Regions from separate parts of the Mus musculus genome. Here region 1 is linked to region 2. Evidence: chromatin contacts called from public Hi-C data. All regions are on one chromosome and are shown on one strand. Each heading gives the region's core, a stretch centred on a gene start, on an enhancer-like site or on the middle of the called end of the contact. The rest is flanking DNA. Distances are from core to core; before and after follow the strand shown. Region 1 overlaps Cadm1 (cell adhesion molecule 1). Region 2 overlaps Cadm1 (cell adhesion molecule 1).

What was found. A called contact is a pair of places that touch in the nucleus more often than the background predicts.
Region 1: a contact with region 2 is called in a Hi-C map of rod photoreceptor, with 2.6 times the contacts expected there. The contact joins two enhancer-like sites. A contact is called at or near these places in 5 of 484 Hi-C or Micro-C datasets (cerebellum, cerebral cortex, forebrain and 1 more).

The regions. Positions count from the first base shown.
Region 1 is chr9:47,803,633-47,808,590 of GRCm38.p6, forward strand. All of the region lies in intron 5 of Cadm1 (cell adhesion molecule 1), which reads left to right. The region is part of intron 2 of Gm10677 (predicted gene 10677); the gene reads right to left. Among named protein-coding and RNA genes, the nearest start is that of Gm10677, 12 kb to the right of the region's middle. Within about 2 kb of position 2,224, at least 8 of the 459 cell types and tissues checked have an H3K27ac peak or open chromatin away from gene starts, as enhancers often do. A contact at or near this core is called in rod photoreceptor, where this site is marked.
Region 2 is chr9:47,712,555-47,717,790 of GRCm38.p6, forward strand. All of the region lies in intron 1 of Cadm1 (cell adhesion molecule 1), which reads left to right. Among named protein-coding and RNA genes, the nearest start is that of Gm10677, 100 kb to the right of the region's middle. Within about 2 kb of position 3,812, at least 16 of the 459 cell types and tissues checked have an H3K27ac peak or open chromatin away from gene starts, as enhancers often do. A contact at or near this core is called in rod photoreceptor, where this site is marked.

The DNA.
Region 1 (4,958 bases), core at 974-3,473, 89 kb after region 2:
TGTAGGTGTGTTACGCAGCTGTACACGGCGGCTGATTAGAGCAGAGTGTGATTCTGTCCTAAAACTGTTAGTACAGCTTCAGCTCTGAAGGAATGCGCTCCTGTCAGATAACAGCCTGTTTAAACAGACCAGTTCACTGTCTGTGTGCTAAAAGAAACCTGTCTAAATAGCATCAAGGTGGCAACACATGGCGACATAAGCTGGGAATTCAAAGGGAAGTTGTGACCTCCAGTATGGAATTCTGAGTGCGAGCTGAAGGAAACAAAGCCTTGCTCTGGACACAAGGCAGCCTGAGCTGGGATTCCTGCTGTGCGCCTTCCGTCTTCCCCACCAGAGCCTTGCTCTTTAGAATGTTTTGCAAAACATCCTCATTTTGTTCAGGTTTTGCCCATTTATAAAAAGAGAGAAACAAATGAAGAGCTGAGTCTAGAAGGGAAAAATGAAAACAAAGCTTCCAGAAACCGGTATTAGAGCACTTCCCCGCCCAGATTACCACCTGACAGCTAATCACAGACATGGGCATGACTCTCAAAATGAGTTTTATTGACTGGGTGTAGCCAGGTATTTTATAAATCCATATCCCCATCCATCCAAGGTCTAGAGAAGGGTAGGTGTCTCTCCCTGCATCCCTACCTCCCATCCCCTCAACTAGAGGAAAATTGGGCATTGGAGAGATGATCAAAATTTGTTCTTTATCTGTGACAAAATGAATGTTTCTGTGATATTGATAGTGCCCTGTGGTGATGGAGGATGAAAAACCTGGAAATTGGGAACTCCCTCCTGTTTAGACTGGAGGATAAAGCTTCCCACAGCAGGTGCTTGGCTCCTCCCTGGCTCTCCCAGGTTAATTCTGTTCCCAGGTTGTATTCTTAAAGTGAAAACAGCTGTGTTCTCAGGTTGGGCCAGTTGCTATCTGGTCTCTGTGTTCTGTGTCCAGCAGGCTCCAGTGTGTGTATCAATGAGCTGGGTTCAGAGAGGTTATCTTAGTGATTATTATTCCTTATGAGAAACAATCAAGGCAGAGAGACCGCTGATTGAAGCCCAGTTTGTAACCTAGCATTCTTTGTGCAAGGCCAGACCAGGGACATCTTGGAGTTCCTGGAGTTTCCATGGACTGTGGGTAATGGAGCCCACAGGACCAAAGCAGGCAGGGTTGGGCAAGTTGAGAATGATCCCTGGGAGAAAGGCCTTTGCCTTCCTTAGCACAGACAACCCAGTGCTGCTGCCCCTGACCTTAGTGGATAAAAGATGGCTCTGGTTTGGTGTACAGATCCAGTTCTTACATAGATAGTAAGCTCGTCTCCTAATGTACACCCTGCCTGATGGCTTTTAGCTCACCATAAGATTCTGATTCTGTGGGAAGGTTAAACGATTTCAATTTAAAAAGAATAGTCAAGGAAATTTCTTGATCCTATCCCTAGAGATTCCAGAAATGCCAGGTAACCATGCCAAAAAATGCAGGTTCAACAGTCAAATTACCTGGGCTGCTCCTCAAACTTGGGGAACTGGCTTGATCTCCAAAACAGACAAACCTACAGACTTACCGTATTTTGAGGCTAAGACAGACTTGTGTATTTGTTACTATTGTACCTAGTGGATTCTTAGTGGGAAATAGCATTGTCTGGTGCTGCTGATGCTCTCTTAAGTAGAGTTGTTTTATGCCCGTCTTAATCTTTTATGATAGCCCCTCCCTCTTCAAGAAGTGTAGTTGGTTGGTTTTTTATTGTCCTTTCTTCTTTCCTTTGTTTGTTTGTTTGTTTGTTTGTTTGTTTGGAGGCAAATGTCTCACTCAGTAATCCAGGCTGTTATCCAACTCATGGAAATCCTCCTGCCTCAGCCTCCCAGCTGTTGGGGTTACAGGTAGTGAGTATAATTTTAAGTGCTGCAAACCATACCAGACAAAGACCTTTAACCTAGAGAGCAAACAAACAGCTGGGGAAGTTGTCACTCATGTCTCAGGACAATAGGAAGGAAGCACTTTACAGCCTGCCCCTTTCCCTTCTCTGGGAGCTCTGTGGACCTGTTCCCAGCCAGGTGTATGTAGTCTCCTTGGGTGCCCTACATTGCCCTCTTCTCATTACAAAGCTGTCTTCCCCGGCACTTTAGACAACCGAATTGTAGGAGCTGATTTTGGCTTTGCGCTCAAACAGCTTCTAATACGAACCAAATCTCGGGTTAATCTTTGCATTGTTGTTCTACTCCACACTGCAGTAATCCTCCATGATTGACAGACTCCTCAGCCAGCCACTGCTTCCTGCAAGCTCCAGTGCACAGGGACTGACCCAGACCCTCTCCTAGCCAGACTGGTAGCAGCCTTAACTGATGCTGCCCTGAGGGGTGGGGACTGAAAACGTGAGCCCTTGATCTACAGGCGCCAAACCCCACACACAGTGTGTTTCTGAACATTAGATGAAAATGAAACATGGAACTTGGAGATTTGCACTCAAGCCCTTGTAGTTACAGGTAGAGATTTTCATGCAAAGCCCTTGGGCCTGGTTATAGTAGCCATGTCAAAGAACATTTGATGTCAGCATGCCCTGATTTAGAACTTCTAGGAAAAAGAGGGAAAGTTGCAGGTGCCCCTGGGATAATAGCTCTCCTGCTGAGGTATCAGGACACACACCCCCCCCCCCCCCCAGGCCTCAGTTCTTCTGCTCTCTGCCACGGGAAAGACGGCATCCTAGTCAAAGGGACTGGGGACCACAGACCTGATATGCTAGGGTCAGGCTTCTGACAGGAGCCTGCGCGTCTTCATTTGCATAGGAAATTGACATACAGATTACAGAATCTTGAGTTTCATCTTCTAAGAAGATCACAGAACAGAGTGCAAGGTCAGACTGGCATGAAATCAATTGTAATCTGCCAGCAAGCCATTCAGACCTCTTTAAGAGTTTCCTTTATATTTTCCCCTTTATAGACAGAGGGAAAGTACATTTAAGGAATGTCTCATCAAATCAGAATGCCTTCCTAAAATTATTTTTTTAATTGGTTGCTACTATAGTGTGCCCTATGGCCTCCTGGTATTTAACCCTCTGTGCAACTTTGACTAATGAACAAATTTTGTCGGCTGTAGCAGTCTTGCTAAGTGTATTGTAGAGGGTTTAAGAGAAATTACAGTGTATTATGAAAACCTCAGATCTTTCCACCTAATTGATTGGCTGTTGCTGATGCCAGCGCTACAAGTGTGATGCTCCTTAAGTGCACAGGCCTAACTATTTCCTTATTTTTTTATAGAGCAGTTCCATTTTATAATGACATTAAGCCATTCTGAGGGATATGTCGCTGGACAGTTATCGCACTTGGGTAGAAAGTGTCGTCTGGCTTTTAGCCTTGCGCCTGACGACACCAACCGAGGCGTAAAATGATCCCCCAGAAAATGTACTAGGCTTTACCTCATTACTCAAAGATAAAACTTGGAGCCTGATTCTGTTTCAGAGAAGATTTGGTAAGTTATAACATTTGATTTATGAACATAATTAAAATATAAATGGTGAGCTCTTGCTCTGCAGTCAACTGTCTGGATGGTTGGACATTTTGCCATCCTCCTATAGCAGCCAGGGTCTTTTCTGGGAGCACTCAACGCCCCTGAGACATCACTGGAATCCCCAGGACTCTGTTCCACCTGCTGAAGAGCCTTACGTTCCTCAGTTAGGGCAGAGCAAGGAGATGAGACTTGCCTTCAAGTTTCCTGTCGCCTCGGGGATAGATCTTAGAGTTCAGGCCTTCTGTGTGGTTTATAGGGAATGAAGACAGCTCGGCTGCCCATGGGCAGATAATATGCCATAAATACTGTGTGTGTCTATGGAAAGGGAACTTTTCTATATAATACAGGCAATATTGATGTGCGCGTTTCCTGCCAGCCATTAAGGTCATGTGGCAGCTGTGTCCACACATAACGTGGTACAAGTTTTCCTGGGACTGGACCATAATCAGAGAAAAGAAATCAGTTATCAAAACTGAAGGTGTAGCTTTTGTGGCTTAAAATACAAATTTTAGGTGTGACAAGCCCTTCACTTATTCTTCCTGATTGGTGTGTGATTGACAACTAGTACACATGTTTTTAAATATGTATATATATATATATATATATATATATATATATATATATATATATATATATATAACGAAAACAAACTCACTGGTTCCAGAGAGGCAGGGTGGACTAGAACTGTTCCTGCTCTCTTATTACTAATGGAAGCTGAGCATGGAAAGACCAGAATGCATTCTCTGGAAATCCACTCTTCCAGTTTGCTTGTAAATTACACAGAGGAGAGAAACAATAGAAATTTTACATGCAGGCCACAAAGCATAGACCAGCAACTCCAGACCAGAAAGAAAGAGCAGCAAGCACACATTAGTAGCACAAACCAACCAGTGCAGACTAAGAGAGCAAGAAGCATGCTCTGGCAAGCACAGGTAGCAAGTGCAGATGAGCTGCTGAAGTCAGCAGGGCATGAAAATTAACCTATAAACAAACAGTAAGTTGCTGCCCAGATTTGGGCTCCATGTTTATGTCAGAAGTCCCCTAAGCAAGAGTTCTTGGATGCTTTTTGGTTTCTGAGTGTGAATTATTAGACAGGTTTTTCCGTTATCTGTGTGTCACAACCTCACATTCATTTCTCTTTCTCCTTTTAAAACACAAAATTTCATCAAATAGCTACGTGCCAGGCAGAAGAAGTTGTATCACTAAAAATAATAGTCCTGCAGTGCACTCTAGGGCTCTGCTTGGTCTGAGATATGATCTAAACATGGTTGTCCAGGAGCTCTTGATTCAGCCCCGGAGCCAGAGCTAGCTCAAGGTCACCCTGTTTATTCTATGCAAACATTTCCTCCTTTCTCTGATAACATTTATCAGGATCCTCAACATCTTCCTTTGCCTGTAAGTCCAAGAAAAGGACTGTGTCACTTGGCAGTGGCCATCCGGGTCTTTTGTCATCTTTATGTCCTCTGACAAGTGA
Region 2 (5,236 bases), core at 2,562-5,061:
ACCTCTCTGCAGAGGAAATGCAAAACAATAACGGAGTTCAACCTACAAATTATTAAAAACTCGGGCGAGAGAAGTTAGAATTATTTTTATATGGGAACAGACTTTATTGCAAAATCATTGGCATTTCATTTCCTTACAGAACTGGGTTTCCTTCTAATTAAAATAGACGAGAGGAACTAGACTACTTCCCACTTACTCAATATATGGATGGCTTGCCGCTCCTGTGGCTCTGTTCAACATGGGCGGACGGAGGTGTCGGCAACTAACTTAAACTTATGCCTGATAATTTTAGGGTGATAAGGAGTGTTTATTCTAAAACTGGTATTATGTTAATCCTCCATAGTCACCTTTCCCATTTATATTTATCTACTTCATATTAATTTTGTCGTAGAGGAGAATTGTTATTTAACCAGTAGTATCAATCTAGGCTCTAGCCTTGGTCTGTCCTAAGCAGCTGAACTCTTGTACAGGAAGAACAAAGGATTTCGATGAATCAACAGTTTGTCTTCAGATCCCAACATGCTAGATACTTCCTGTGTGACCCTGTCATTTAGGAATCCCTCATGCCTCTAAAGAACTCTCCGAGAGTGGTTTGGTTTTTTCCTGTGTATGTGTGTACATGTTCGTGCATGTATGTACACATGTGAGTGCTCACAGAGACAACACCCAGATGTCAAGAAGGTGGGAATTTCTATCTTTACTGGGGGCAGGGTAAAGAGTGGGGTTCTGTTTCCAAGGATGCAAGGAGGAGTAGATAAGTGCTAGGCATCTACCATTCTCTGACACACTGACCTTAGGCAGTTGAATCTCATTGTACCTCAGCTTTTCATGTCTCTCAACATGGTCATACAAGTAAGTTCTAAATCAGGATGCTGTTGTTTGTGGTTATCGTTGGAGTTATTGCATCAAATGCATTTATCCCAGTGCTAGGCATGTAAGAAGTAAGTAATAAATGTTAATTATTCTCACGTCTTTCCATGTCGCTTTCCAGTAGCTTTAGGTTAACGTTTTGTAGACCCTTAAAGCATACAGCGTTCATCTGCGTTACAGACCCTTATTTATTTCCTGCTCCTATAGGGGAGGAACCTCAGTACAGTCTGTACGTGCTTATGACATCTCTGATCCTGGCGATCGCTGAATACAACTGTACTCACAGGATGGCCCGTGGCGTCCTCTGCCCTGTGCCCCTGTGTGTGTTCACTATTTAAGCAAAAGCTGCCTCCATCTCTTGCTTCCACGAGTCTTCATTATCTACCAGCTAATACCCAAACTTCCTACAGCAGTATTCTTGCCTTGCTATCATCTTGCCATAGTATTAAACACTTTATCTTAACTAAGCCACGTTTCTAGCCCCACAGATCCCACATTTCTGTGTACTTTTAACCTCATCTAAAACTCCCTCTTCTCCAAGAGAGGTCTTATGGCTCTAGTTTTATCCTTAGGGTAAACTTTTATGAATTTTCAACTTGAAGCAGGAACAATGGAGGGCAGATGGTTTTTCTGCCTACAATATATAATGTTTGGTTGTGATTCTCTGAACACTTCTTATGATTTTGTTTCTGAGACCTATAGCGTAGGTCAACCAGCACTCTCTCATAGCTAAGTACATGTGTAAATATATGAAGGAATGAAGGGACAAAGGACTGTTAAGTATAAGAAACTGGTGAAGGGGACTCAGCCTTCTGATGGATCGGTTGGTTTGTTCAGCAGTTCTCAGAGAATAGGTTGAGAGCCAGAAATTCATTATTTTTACTGTGCAAGACAATAGCATTGGTTTGGGTACTTTAATGTGAATGTCTCGAATGCATTTTGCTTTCATATAAAGAAAAGAAAAGGTTGGCTTCATTTTATCAACTGTGTGTGTGTGTGTGTGTGTGTGTGTGTGTGTGTGTGTGTGTGTGTGTGTGTGTGTGTGTTGTATAATGGGCTGTGTAATATAATTTTAGAGCCCTCTGATGCAATATTTTGAAACTAAGTTGGTCATACAATTAAAACATATCTTTGGTCATAGATTGCTTGGCCTTATGCCATCTTCATAGGCAATGTCCTACTTACATAGCCTGGATTGGCTGAGAAAAATAATTGCTGCTATGAAATAATTTTGCAATTACCACTGTAATTAAGGGCAGTTTGTTAATGAAAGTGCTTGGTGAATAATGACTGCAGGGCACTCCATCTTGCAGCTTCATGCCAGATGATTGGTTCATGTGGCAGAGGCAGTTAGGGAATCAGCGACACAGCTGTCATGGTTACAGGATGGATGTAAATATCCTTTGCAGTTGATGATGAAGAACAGTCATTAGCCTCCTGCCCCTTGGGAACCGGTCAGAAGAACAAAAATAAACTTAACACAGGATGGTGAAAGCCATTCTTCTGTCTCCTTTTCTTCGGTATGAACAATTAACATTCTAATAGAAAGCGCCAGGAGCACAGAGATGAGCCCTCTCCACTTTTTAAGCATGTTAAGGTGATAGATGCTTCTCCTGGTAGGGCAGTGGTTGTTCACAGTTTATAACCACTCTTATTAGCTTATAGGCTAGTTTAAACCGCTCTTGAGAGACCCATGGGCCCCACTGAAATTTTTCTTGTTCATCCCCAGGTATTGTGTGTTTATTTCAGCCACTTGAAGAGTGCCCACGGAGGGATTTTTGCATGCCATCTTCATGGCTGCAGGGGCAATTGAAGATCAATGTTCTGTGTTTGGGCTTACCTACCTGTATAAACACTATACTGACTGAAGAAGTGCTGGCTGGCTGCTGATCCCACTTTACTCTAGACTGTGGGGGAAAAAAATCACTGCTGCAGGGTGAGGGTTCCTCACACCCTCCCTCTCCCTGAAAGTCAGGTGTTTAAGTGCACTTTGTATTTATATTCATTCCACCTCTGTGGTGTTTTGATGTTGTTTTTCATTGTAAATTTGCTTAAGCAATCTTTTGTGGAGTAATTTCATAACATGCACACACTGTGGTTTTACACTGAGTTGTTCGTGAGCTGCAACTCATTAACTTTTGCTGACTAGTAAGTCAGCAGAGCATGCTGTATTTCTTCAACTTTGTCTTGTCACGCAGTCCTTTTTACTCTCTATTAGGAGGCTGGAAGGTTGCCTGGCTGGATAAGAACCCTTGCTTAGTCAGGAGGAACTGAGTTCAAGTCAGTAGAACATGTAAAAGTCTGTAATCATAGGATTGTGGGGGACCAAGGGAGGATCCCTGCAGCCTGCTAGACACCAACCTAGCTCAGGTTCAGCGAGAGACCTTGTCCCAAGGGAATATATCCAAGAATGATATAGCAGGACACCCTAACTCCTGCTCTGCCTTCCTCGATGCTCACACGGGCACAAGCAGGTGTGTGCATCCCATGTGTACCACCCACCTCCAGAAAGTAAACTGGACCTAACAAAGAAAAGATGCTAGCAGCTCCCTGCAGAGGAATGGAAACACAGCTTCTCATTATGTCCTGATGGAGAAAGCTCTGCTGCTTCGGTAGGAGGCAGGAGTAGGGTACCCTCATAAAGAACCATCACTGAAGTGCTAGCACACGTTATGGGTGGGCTTGTTACTCTCTGCTTCTGCCGGCCATGAGTCCTTGTGTGGTAGGAGATGCTTAGTGTCTCTGGATCCTCATGACTTTAGCAAGAACCGATGCTAAGCAACGGATGGGGATTGTGCCCCAGAGTTTTATAAATCCTGTGTCCCAGACCTGACTCTTAAGTAGTCACAGAAGGATTAGAAAGCACCTGCTGCTCACAGGAGTCTTCCCCCCCCCCACACACACACCCAGTCACTCACTCTCTCAAAATGAACTCTCTATTTCATTGACCATAGATGAGTCACTGTGTCATCTGACACTGTAGGACACAAATCAACTCACTTGTCCTTAAAAGCCACACAATGTAGCAAACCTTCCATACTAAGCGTTAAAACTAGTATCTTATTCATGCTCATGTCTGATGAATTAATATGGGTTTTGAGAGAACATAATTTTCCAGGGACTTCTGAGAGTGCCTGGGTTTAAGGAAAAAAAAAAATCAACAACAACAACAACAAAAAAACTGGGTCCCTACAGTGGCTTCATAGTAAAGCTACAAGGGTAATTGTGTTTGTGTGTGGTGTGTGTGTGTGTTTTCCGAAGTATGGGCTTTTGTGGTGGGTCAAAACTCCCAATAGAAAATATCGTTGTATTTTTAGTTGGTGTTGCTCAGGCAGAGGACACAGGAACTATATCCCCCCTTCAGGGGGGATGGGACAACTGCAGTATTTACATAGTCTGTTCTCATTCCTGTTTGGTTTGGTGGCATTTTGATTCACTTATTTATTTTTTAACTAGTGTGAGATTTGTGTTTGATGTTCCATGGCATCTGTACAGGCGCCATAACACGACAGAGGTGGTAAGTGCTCTCAGACACCGGGCGGGCGGGCGGGCGGGCGGGCGGGCGATGGAGATTCTTAAGTGAAGCAGACTTCTCACGCACTGTCCTCAGGATGTGTGTGGACCTGAGCTGGCACATAGCTTCTACCCAGCACCGCCCTCGTCTGGCTTCCCTCATTTTCTCAGAACAAATCAAGGACTTTTGGTAGTTCTCCAGGACATAAATGCATCGTGTCCCATTCGGTCCTATTGTGGTCCTATCTGTCACAGCAACACTAATTATAAAAATTGAACGTAAATTTGTGCTGTTTAATAGGTTTGGGTTTAATTTTGCCTCAGTGGGAAGACATTTGATTAAAAGAGTCTTTTTTCCCCTCCTCCTTCCTCCTTTTTTCTTTTCGTAGAACAGTTAGTAAAGGCGTAGGAAATTGATTTCAGTGTCACAAAGGACATTTCTGACAGGAATGTACTTTGAAATGATTCAAGGCATCTGTTTCTCTCAAATGTGCCCAACACTGCTGAGAGCTGTACCTAAATTAAACTGTTTAACGTGTCAGCTCAGAATCCGATCACAATTTACATCCCAGTGGCTTGGCTGGAGTCTCCACCATTTCATGAACTCCCTCCCCTAATTTACTAAACAAGTTCTCGCTCAAAGTGACCATTTGTTCTAGATGCCAATATGTCACGGTCGGAATTGATTTAGCTTTGGAAGCTATTTGCTTGGGTATGGTCACTTTGCCTATGAGATGGAATCATCTCTCTGGCATTGCTTCTGGCGTGGCTTGTGAGGGACGTCCTGGTGGGCATTTTGGTGCTGTCTGTCTTTCACTGCTGCGATGTCTGTCAGGCTAGCTGGCTCCGGGAG